2 separate regions of the Sus scrofa genome follow, and region 2 is linked to region 1. A link is a contact called in public HiChIP or PLAC-seq data. All regions are on one chromosome and are shown on one strand. Each heading gives the region's core, a stretch centred on a gene start, on an enhancer-like site or on the middle of the called end of the contact. The rest is flanking DNA. Distances are from core to core; before and after follow the strand shown.

The links. HiChIP or PLAC-seq counts read pairs in DNA pulled down with a chosen protein or histone mark.
Region 2: an H3K27ac HiChIP or PLAC-seq map of alveolar macrophages shows a contact between it and region 1, with 5 times the contacts expected there. The contact joins two enhancer-like sites. A contact is called at or near these places in 1 of 47 Hi-C or Micro-C datasets (fetal skeletal muscle) and 1 of 2 datasets of contacts at active chromatin or transcription factors (alveolar macrophages).

What each region holds. Positions count from the first base shown.
Region 1 is chr14:59,958,560-59,964,587 of Sscrofa11.1, forward strand. GALNT2 (polypeptide N-acetylgalactosaminyltransferase 2) reads right to left here. Exons shown (of 16, transcript XM_001927774.6): 16 at 2,696-5,148. The coding sequence ends at 4,993. Among named protein-coding and RNA genes, the nearest start is that of PGBD5, 120 kb to the left of the region's middle. Within about 2 kb of position 2,387, at least 14 of the 83 cell types and tissues checked have an H3K27ac peak or open chromatin away from gene starts, as enhancers often do. A contact at or near this core is called in alveolar macrophages, where this site is marked.
Region 2 is chr14:60,328,117-60,333,480 of Sscrofa11.1, forward strand. All of the region lies in intron 6 of ABCB10 (ATP-binding cassette sub-family B member 10, mitochondrial), which reads left to right. Among named protein-coding and RNA genes, the nearest start is that of ABCB10, 21 kb to the left of the region's middle. Within about 2 kb of position 3,200, at least 3 of the 83 cell types and tissues checked have an H3K27ac peak or open chromatin away from gene starts, as enhancers often do. A contact at or near this core is called in alveolar macrophages, where this site is marked.

The sequences.
Region 1 (6,028 bases), core at 1,137-3,636:
GAGTGTGACCTAGAATTGCCTTCAGGGAGGAGGAGGCACATTGGGGGATAGCTCTATGGTCCTCTCCCATAGAACCCTGCAAGTCCAACAGCTTTCCTTCACCTCCCCGTTTCTGGTCTCTTTCAGTCCAAGCTGGTGGCATTTCTGCTGGGAGAAAACTCTCAAAAGCCTGACGATGGGTTGATGGGTCCAGGCCATGAGCAGAGGGTCTTCATCAGGTCTTAGCTGGATAAGCTCCTCTCTACTGTGGCTTCTGTGGAGACGGCTGATTGGCTCCATCAGTCACAAGCCCATCATGTCTTTAGCAAACACTGCCCAGCCTCAGTATTCTCTCCAAACATGCTTTCATATTTTTTAACCACGTGGACAGGTTGAGAATTTTCCAGCTCTTCAAGTTCAGGTTTCCTCTTCTGAGGATCTTTCCTCTTGAATGTGACGACAGGTGTCAAGTAGAAACCAGGCTGTGCCCTCCTCACTCTGTTGAGAGCCTCCTCAGCTGTCTGTCCAGGCTGAACACTTGCAGGGACTCTGCCCACAAAGCACGAGAACACAGCGCCACCAAGTTCGCTGCCACTTTCTCACAAGGACCGCCCTCCAGTTTCCAGTCTCTCCTTCCTCATTTCCATCGAGCCTTCAGCAGACCCTTAACATTCATGTATCTGCTGACACTTTGTTCCCAATGATCTGGGTGCACCTCTCAGAAAGGAGATGCTTATCAACAGCTACCCTTTTCTCTTTGAATCACCTTTAACATCCTTTTTTTTTTTCTTTTCCATTTTTGGTCGCCCCACGGCATATGGCGATCTGGGGCCAGGGATTGGATCCGAGCCACAGCTGTGACCTAAGCTGCAGCTGCTGCAATGCTAGATCCTCAACCCACTGTGCTGGGCCGGGGATCGAACCTGAGTCCCAGTGTCTCCAAGATACCACTGATCCTGTTGCACCACCTACTATCCATGTTTCTACCGACAGCTCCTTCAAGACAATCGAGGTGTTTTCTAAAATGCCCCAAACTCTTCCAGCTTCCACCCACTTAGCAGCTCTACAGCTACATCCACACTTCCTGCACCAAGGTGGGCATCCCCTTTCAGGAGCTGTCTAAGCAGAGTATACAGACTGGGGGACAGTCAACAGAAACGGGTTTTTCTCACAGTTCTGAAGGCTCAACGTTGGCGACCAAAGTGCCAGCAGGGGTGGTCCCTGCGAGGCCTCGCTGCTGGGCTTGTCCACGACCATCTCTCCACCTCCCAGTGTGCACTTCTATGTCCTGACCTCCTCTTCTAAGGACACAGTCACACTGGGTGAGGGCCCAGCCCGATGGTCTCATGCTGATGCCCCTCTTGAAGGACCGTCTCCAAGTACACTTGCATCTGAGGCCTGGGGGTGAGGAACGTTGAGGTCCTAACTTTAACGTATGAATCGGGGGTGGTGGTGGGGACCGGCAGTGAACCTCAAATAGTTTCCACTTCCAGAAAGCCAGCCCCAGGGCTTAGTGACATTGCTCTGCAGCTCTGTCCCCACACCCTTTCCCAGCAGCCCTTCAAGCCGTTGTTCCCAAGGGAAGACACATGGGCCACGTTCACCCTGTGGCTGGTGGTACAGGGCCCTGAAAACTGGGAAGCACTCAGCCAGCCAGGTCCAGCCTAGTCCTACCGGAGGGGTGAGGGGGATGGGGGAAAGCTGAGGTATCAGCTGGCCTCTGCCCTGGGTCTGGTCTAGCCTCCCTCCCTTCCTCTTCTGCAAACCCTGAGGGCCGCCAGCCTCGCCCACAGATCCCAGCCTACCACATGGGGAACGTGCCCTGGTGTGTGGCCCCCACCAGCCTCGTGTGACATGTGCCGTCACCTGTTCCTCACTGGTGGTCGGGCCTGGTTCCTCGTGCACCTTCCCCACCTCACTCCGTCTCTCCTTCCCTGGCGGGGAACTGGGCACTACATCGGCGTCTGCATCTCACACATGCGGGCAGTGACCTTTTGCTGAAAACTCAGCACCTGTGACATCTCCCCAGATCCTGTCCGTGTACCAGAAGCACACGACCGCAGTCCAGAGTGAGGACAGAGCCCTCGATGTTGCAGCCCGGTGCCAGGGTGCTAGGGAGCGGTCAGTGTTGTGTCCCCACACACCCATGGGGCTGTTCAAAGGGAGGTGTCTGTCAAGGCTGAGGATGCGGGGGGAACACCACGCCTGCCTGGGATGGGACTGGAGGAGCCAGGTAACAGGTAAATAGCAGATCGACTTAAATACTTTAAAAGCTGTGAAGACATCAGTTGCCTTAGTCCTTCCCTGGTTAGAGTGTAGACTCTGGGTCTCAGTGCCCAGGCTGACCAGGTGAATACTCAGGGGTGGTGTGACCTTGAGCAGGTTAGCCTGTGACCTTGAGCAGGCTGACAGCTGCAAGCACTAGCTTCCCCAGCCAACTGTAACACGCAGCCCTAACGCAATCGCCTAGGTTACTGTGAGAAGGGCTGGCATGCTGCCTGGAACATTAAACACTCCATGAATGATAACGGTTACTATTACAAATAAGAATTCACACCAAAAGGGCACAGTGGTAAGAGGGGAATGCATTTTAAAACTGTGATAAGACATGGTCATTGAGCAGCACCCCCTGCCAGGACAGACCATAACCACACTCCCCAAACACCAGTCACATCCATCCCATAAAGACCAACAGTGACTGCAGCCACCAGCAATGTTATCTATAAAGTATCTTCTCTTTATTTAAGTTAAACAATTTTCAAGGATGGTTTCCATCTATAAAATGGACAAAGTACAAGCTCTGTACAGCAGTTCTTTTTAAAAATCAACTGGAAAAAAAATTACCAAACTATATTTTGAATTTGCAAAACATACTCACAGATACCATCATTTTAGCTTTTATGAAGACATAAGAAAGACCAGCACAGAGAAGACAACTAACTTTGCCACGCTTTGCTCAAAGGGCTCTTAGGAAAGAATCTTTACTTGTAAAAACAGGAGTGGGAGGGTGGGGTAGTCTCGATGACTAAAAAGTAATGCAACCACAGTAAGTCACTTTGGCACACTGTGTCATGTAAACATAGCTCACCCCTGGGGGCCCTCCCAGCCCATCTCTGCTCACAACGCCCACACCCCAGCTCAGAGGCAGGGAGCTGCCCCCCCAAGGGCCTGGGAGACCCATCTCGATGGTACGAAAGTTGGTAAGACTTGGGGGGGGTAGGGGTGTGGGCGAGGATTTGTCAAGAACCTGATTAAAGTTGGTTTTACTTCAAAGCCCAATTTGTTTTCCCTCTGTGGGAAATTTTTTTTTCCTAACAGCAGTAGTACCTCACAGGTGACAGGATCTGGCCATGGGACCCTGGGGCCTGTGACTGCTTCCCACCCCACCTGCGCTCCACAGCCTCACCCAGGTACCCAGAACTCTCCCCAGGAGCTAACGTGTAGTCAGGATCAGCCTCTGAAGACAGAGGTGTGCACAGCTGATCCAGCTGTGGCCTCCCTGTTTGCTGAAAACACAGCTGGTTGGGTGGCAGGGGGCAAAAGACAGGACAAAGTCACCCAGCCACCTCCATGCTGATCCCACTGTCATCAAGGGAACACATGGGGGCTTCTGAGGTGCAGGGAGAGAGACTAACAGCACCCTCTTTCCTAGAAGAAATATGCAGGAGGAGCTGCATCAGCAGTGTCAACCTGGCAGAACCTTCTGGGGCCCGAGGATGTCCAGGCATAATGCATGTCCCACCACCAAGCCAGCCTCTTCACGACCAGGCGTGCGTGCGGGAGGGGCGGGTGAAGAAAGGAGGGCAGTGACCTCTGACCAGGGGCCCTCCTGTGGGGGCTGTGGCTGGTGACTGCTGCACGCGGGGCACCTCAGAGACAAGGAAGTGTCACGTGGGTGTTGGGCAGTGACCTGGCTCCTTCCTGTGACTGTTTAGTTCACAGCTGTCTCCTGGTTTATACCAACACATGCTTCCTAAACCACAGCTTCCTGTTTTGTGCCCTGAATCCTCAGGCGTTGTTTGGTCTCCACTTTGCCTAATTCTTGACCAAAGCCCCCGAGGCAGGCAGATTCCAGGGCCCAGGTGACCCTGACAGTGGTGGCGGCGCACCAGGGGTCCTCGCAATCAGCAGCACAGCCTGGGCCACCTCCCTCCATCCCTGGGAGCTGGGGGACTGTTTTCTTAATTCATTTCATCCTTAGAGGAAAGAAACTGAATTTACAAAAACCCAAAGTAGTATCTGTCAAAATAAGTAATCCGTCCAGGTTTACAAACACCAAGGGTATGAAAAGTGGATTCCAACACAGAGCGTGACTCCCAGCTGAAGTCAGACTGGGAGGCTGGGGTCGGGGCGGGGGTGGGGGGGTGGGGCCTCCCGGCCAGGGCAGCACCTACTCACCTATAAGGCTCCAGGGGCGGCAGAGGAGGGGGGGGCTCCCCCTCCTGCCGGCTGTGATCTGCTTTGTGGAGGGTTTACACGATGAGCATGACCTACAGAAACCATAGGGAACTGACCGTACGTTCTCTCTCTATGCTGGCGTTTAGTGTCCCGCCGCAGAGGAGTTCGTTTCCAAACAGAGCAAGTACACCACGCGGGACAGGGGCTGCGCCGGGAAGACCAGCGGAGGGTGGGGAGGGGAGGGGCCTGCGACAAAAGCGCGCACAGCCACGGGACCCGGCTGGCCTGGCCGCCCCGTGGGATCCAAGTGGAGATTTCCAGAGAGTTCTCCTCGCTGTGATGCCGCAACGACCCCCTTCCCCGCCCGGTCCTCCAGCTGTGGCGCCGGCGCTTGGACGTCACCCGCTGTGGGGCCGCGGGAAGCGGGCGTTGGGGCCCCCGGGGGCCGGGGAGCAGCCCCCTCCCTCGCCGCTTCTGTGCCGCCCGCCCCCGGGCTGGGGCCGCAGCTCTCGTCTCCAGACCATGATGGAATACTGAGGTATATAGTTTCGTGGAAAGTCTAAGAAACGTAATCGATAGCGTGACCACCTTCCCGGCCGGGGGCGCTACGGCCCCCTACTGTTGCAGGTTGAGCGAGAACTTCCACTGCTGGGACAGCGCGGGGCCGCACACCTCCACGCTCAGGCCCCCGTTCTTGGCCGCACGGCTGTCCAGACACAGGTTGCTACCCACGTGCCGCAGCTTGGAGTTGCCCTCGATCTGCTCCCATTTCTGCGAAAGACAGGAGAGCACCTCACAGCACGGGGCACCGACAGGAGGAGGAGGCAGCTGCTCTCACGGGTCTCCTGGCTGCGTGAAGAATGCACCCTTTCTCTTTCCCTCTCTTATCAGAAAGGACTGGGGTTCAAGGGAGCCCCAGGGCAGAAAGGTGCCGCGGAGGCCCAGGAAGGAGCCAGCCCCCTGCCAGGTGTGCAGCTCGAGACCTCCTCTAGACCTTTCCTGCCCATCTGTGTCTGCTTTGGGTGTCTCCTTGGCCAGGCCCCTCTCCCTGCTCCCCCTGCACCCCGCCCGTCCCCAGGTATAACGTGGCACTGAGAACTTCTAGCTGAGACTGCATTCCTTCACAAGAAGGCCTCATCTGATGACATCCCCCACCCCCTGCCCCCCAGGAGGAGCCAAGGCACTACCAGCTCCCAGGGGGCCCAGGCCACCCCGCTGCTGAAGGCAGCCCTGCCTAGGCCTAGGTCAGGCACCTCCACTCCCGCTTACACTGAGGGCCTCTTGCTGCACCAGAGGCGGTTCAGGCCAAGGAGAGAAAGGCAGGCTTGTGTGGACAGAGCGCTGTGCTGGGAGCCCATTTCTCCACTGTCTGCGCCTCCCTGGCAGGTGTGAGGAGCCTAGCTCAGCCACCCCCAGGCCCACAGTGCCCTGCACGGCAGGCCCGTCAAGCCCTGAGCGCACTCCTACAGCTCAGGGCGTAGCATCTCTTGCTCACCTGTACACACCTGCACTCACTGAGCCCAGAGCAGCCATTGGGCAAACCAGAAAACAAGCCCACAGCCCAGTGCAGGGCACCCAAGGGCCCCTCACCGTGTTGTTTAGCCCCATGGAAAAAACCCCTAACATTTGTATTTAAAAAAAAAAAAAAGCC
Region 2 (5,364 bases), core at 1,950-4,449, 370 kb after region 1:
CACACTTGACCATTGTCAGCTTTTCTCCTGGCCTCTCCGGTCTTGTGTTTTCTGCCACATTTGACTCCATCTTTCTCAGTCTCTCACTAATTCCTCCATTTGTCCAAACTGCTTGGCCTCACGGAAGCTACCTCTGGTTTGGGTGCTCTACTGCCCCTACCCTTTGTCCTGACTGAGTTTGCAGCTGTGTCTTGCACAGAAATAGGTTGGAAACAGTTCCAGTCTCTGGGAGTCAGTTACACACACACACACATACACGCACAGTCACAGAGGTGCAGCTTAGGCTTTGTCTGTGCTCAGTATTCCATCCACAGCTTGCTCCACCCTCCTGTAGGTGCCTGCCCCCCAGTGACAGGGAGGTAGAAGTGGACAGAGCAGTTCCGCGGCTTTACAATCTAGGCAGCTACCTAAGGCTGTGGGAATTTCATTGAACAAGTTGACTTGGATTTTAAGTTTTTGTGAAGCTGTTTGGAGTAATTCTGTAATGAGTCTGCAAACAAGAAATCTAATTAAATAAAGTAAGAATTATTTTATGTTGGTTTCTGCTTAGAACAGGTTCTGCTGAAACCCCCCACACAATAAATTTTGCATCTGTTCTCTATTGAGAGAGGGTCAGAAATGCTATTTGAAGAAAAACATTCTTGTTTATTTTATACCAGAGAATGCTCTTACATCTTCCTGTTGAACCCCAGTGTCTTTTTTTCATAGTTGTTTATTAAGGTGAAATTCACAGACATAAAATTAATCATTTTTAAACTTACAACGCAGTGGTATTTAGTACATTCACAGTGTTGCGCAACCGCTACCTCTGTTTAGTTCCACCTCAAAGAAAGCCCCATACTCGTTAAGCAGTCTATCTCCATATCCCTCCCTCCCCAGCCTCTAGCAACCACAGTGTGCTTTCCATCTCTGTGTATTTACTTATTCCAGGTATTTTATATAAGTGGAATTATATATTTTGTGGCCTTGTGTGTCTGGCTGCTTTGACTTAGTATGTTTTCAAAGTTCACCCACATTGTAGCATGTACTTCAATCCCTTTCATGTTTGAATAATACTCCATTGTGTGACTAGACCACATTTTGTTTATCCAGGGCCATTTTGTTTTTGTTGCTGTTTTCCAGAGTCTAAACTCTTTCTTTTTTGGAGGGGCCGCACCTACGGCACATGGAGGTTCCCAGGCTAGGGGTCCAGTTGGAGCTGTAGCTGCCGGCCTACGCCAGAACCACAGCAATGCCAGAACCAAGTCGTGTCTGCGACCTACACCACAGCTCATGGCAACACCAGATCCTTAACCCACTGAGCAAGGCCAGGGATCGAACCCACAACCTCATGGTTCCTAGTCGGGTTCGTTTCCTCTGCACCACAACGGGAACTCCCAGAATTTGAACTCTTCATTGTGAAACTACTTTATTGTGACTCTTTCTCTTCTTTTTCTTCCTTCCTTCCTTTCTATTAATAGACTTTTAAAGAGCACTTTTAGGTTTACAAATTTGACCAGAAAGTGCAGAGAGTTCCCTTTGCCCCTACTCTAGTACAGCCTCCCTCATTATCAGCATCCCCCACCAGAATGGTACATTTGTTATAATCGATGAACCTACCCTGACACATCGTCCGTCACCCATGGTCCAGTGTTTACGTTACATTACTGTAAGTGTTGTATGTTCTGTGAGTTTGGACAAAGGTATAATGACATGTATCCACCATTGTGGTATCATACAGAGCAGTCTCACTGCCCTAAGAATCCTCTGTGCTCTTCCTGTTTATCCCTCCCTCCCCCAACCCCTGACAGCTTCTGATCTTTTTACTGTCTCCGTGGCTTTGCCTTTTTCAGATATCATATTGTTGAAATCACATAGCATGTAGCCTTTTCACATTAGCTTTTTTCACTTGGTAATATGCATTGGAGTTTACTCCATGTCTTTTCATGTCTTGATAGCTCATTTCTTTTATTTCCTTTTTTTGTTTTTTAGGGCTACACCTGAGGTGTATGGAAGTTTTCAAGTTCGGGGTCAAATTGAAGCTGCAGCTGCCGGCCTATGCCACAGCCATGGCAATGCAGAATCCGAGCCGCATCTGGGACCTACACCATAGCTCATGGCAATGCCAGATCCTTAACCCGCTGAGCAAGGCCAGAGATCAAACCCGTCTCCTTATCAATACTAGTTGGGTTTGTCCCATTCAGCCACAACGGGAGCTCCTGATAGGTCATTTCTTTTTAATGTTGAGTAATAGTCCATTGTCTAGATGGGCCACAGTTTAGCCCTTTGTGGAACATCTTTGTTGCTTCCAAGTTTCAGCAGTTATAAATAAAGCTGTTATAAACATTCATATGCAGGTTTTTGTGTGGGCTTAAGTTTTCAACTCCTTTGAGTAAAGACAAAGGAGCACAATTGCTAGGTTGTGTGTAAGAGTATGTTTAGTATTGTACGAAACTGCCATTCTTCCAAAGTGGCCATACATTTTCCATTCCTACCAGCAATGGCTGAGAGTTCCCGGCATTCTGCATCCTCGTCAGCATTTGGTGTCATCGTAATTTGTCTCTTGTCTTTTTTTTTGTTGTTGTTGTTGTTGCTATTTCTTGGGCCGCTCCCGCGGCATATGGAGGTTCCCAGGCTAGGGGTCCAATCGGAGCTGTAGCCACCGGCCTACACCAGAGCCACAGCAACGCAGGATCCAAGCCGCGTCTGCAACCTACACCACAGCTCACGGCAACGCCGGATCGTTAACCCACTGAGCAAGGGCAGGGACCAAACCCGCAACCTCATGGTTCCTAGTCAGATTCGTTAACCACTGCGCCACGACGGGAACTCCGTCATCGTAATTTTGGATTGTTGTTGTTCTAATAGATTTCTGGTGGTATCTCTTTGTTGTATTTTGCTTTTCACTGATGACATGAGGTGGGGCATGCTTTTATGTACTTATTTGCTATTGGTATATCTTCCTTGGTAAGACATCTGTTTATCCATGTTTTAGTTGTCTATTTGTTTTCTTATTGTTGAATTTTGAGAATTCTTTGTGTGCAGTGATCTCCCCTTATCCACAGTTTCATTCTCTGCAGTTTAGTTACCCTGGTTGACTCTAGTCCAAAAACATTAAATGGGAAGTTCCAGAAATAAACAAGTCATAAGTTTTAAATTGCACACCATTGTGAGTAATGTGATGAAATCCATGTTGTCCTGTCTGGGACATGAGTCATCCCTTTGCCAAGCATATCCCACCTGTTGTTACATAATAGCTGTCTGGATTATCAGATTGACTGTCTCAGTATCTCAGACATGTGTGCATGTGACCTTGTGTGCACGTGACCCATATTTTTCTTAATAATGGCCCCAAAGCACAAGAGTCATGAGGCTGATAATGCAGATCTGCCCAAGAGAAGCCATAAAAATGCTTCCTTTAAGTGAAAGGGTGAAAGTTCTTTAATAAAGAAGGAAAAAACATTATATATGCTCAGGTTGCTAAAATCTACAATAAGAACGAGTCTTCTACCTGTGAAACTGTGAAGAAGAAAGAAGAAATTTATGCTAGTTTTGCTGTTGCACCTCAAACCACAGAAGTTATGGCCAGAGTGCCTGATTAAGTGCTTAGTTGGGATGGAAAACACTTTAACTTTGTACAGTAAGATTCTGTGAGAGAGACCATGTTCACCTAATTTATTACAGTATATTCTTATAATTCTGCTTTATTATTCGTTATTATTAGCACTCTTTCTTTAATTTATAAATTAAACTCTTAGGTATGTATGTGTAGGATAAAAATAATGGTTAATCCTTGAACAACATGGGTTTTAACTGTGCAGGTCCACTTATACACAGATTATTTTCAATAAATACATGCTATAGAACTACATAATCCACAGACACACATACAGAGGGCATACTACAAAGTTACACATGGATTTCAAACATACAGGGGTTGGTGCCCCTAGGCCCTGTGTTGCTCAAGGGTCAGCTGTAGTATGTGTAGGATTCAGAACTATCTTGAGGATTTTGGAATGTGGATAAGGGGGAGCTACAGTGTTTTAGATGTTAGTCCTTTGTCAGATGTGTCTTTTGCAAATGTTTTCTCCCAGGCTGTGACTTGTCTTCCCATTATCTTGACAATGTCTTTCACAGAGCAGAAAATTTTAATTTTATTTATTTTTTTGTCTTTTTGCCTTTTCTAGGGCCGCTTCTTGCAGCATATGGAGGTTCCCAGGCTAGGGGTCTAATCAGAGCTATAGCCGCTGGCCTACGCCACAGCCACAGCAACTTGGGATCTGAGCTGGGACTGCGACCTACACCACAGCTCACGGCAACGCTGGATCCTTAACCCACTGAGCAAAGCCAGGGAGCGAACCCGCAACCTCATGGTTCCTAGTCGGATTTGTTAACCACTGCGCCACGACGGGAACTCCTGAAAATTTTAATTTTAATGAATGCTAACTTAATTTTTTTTCATGGATTGTACTTTTGATATTATACTTAAAAAACATCACTGAGGAGTTCCTGTTGTGGCTCAGTGGGTTAAGAACCTGATATAGTCTCTATGAGGGTTCAGGTTTGATCCCTGATCTCACTCAGTGGGTTAAGGATCCCGTATTGCCACAAGCTTCCATGAAGGTTGCAGCCATGGCTTGGATCCTGTGTTGCTGTGGCTGTGGTGGAGGCCAGTGGCTGTAACTTGCATTTGACCCCTGGATTGGGAACCTCCATGTGTCACAGGTGTGGCCCTGAAAAGCAAAAAAAAAGCAAAAAAAAAAGGGGGGGGGAGAGAGAGGGAGATTATTGGGAGTTCCCACTGTGCTACAACAGGATTGGCAGCATCTTGGGAGTGCTAGGATGCAGGTTCGATCCCCAGCCTAACAGTGGATTAAGGATCCAGCATTGCCGAAGCTATAGCTTAGGCTGCAACTGCAGCTCAGATCTGATCCCTGGCCTGGGAACTCAATATGCCATGGGATGGCCAAAAAAAAGAAAAAAAGAGATTGTTGAAATATTATTACCAAATTTCTTTTCAATTTCTGGCCTAGTAAAAATTGTACTTGTTGAGTGTCTGAAAGGAGGGTTTTATGAGGGTTTGATTTTGTGGCTGTGTCTTTAAAATGACTATTAGGGTACTTTATATTCCTTTTAATAAGTATGGGGTAAGTGTTATATTTTATTTGTATTGCTGTTTTTTGACTACGTAGTCTTTCTGTGTAACCGTGTGATTTTAATTCAGGGGTTGATTAGTATGACTGTGTATTTATAAATTCCCTGATATGATCAACATTAAATCCTTATTAGAAGTAATGAAATTGGTGGAGGAGAAGCCAAAGGAAAACAAGGGTATGAGACAGAGGGGATTCTGATGGATTCCCAGGTAGTTGCTTGAAATCCTTT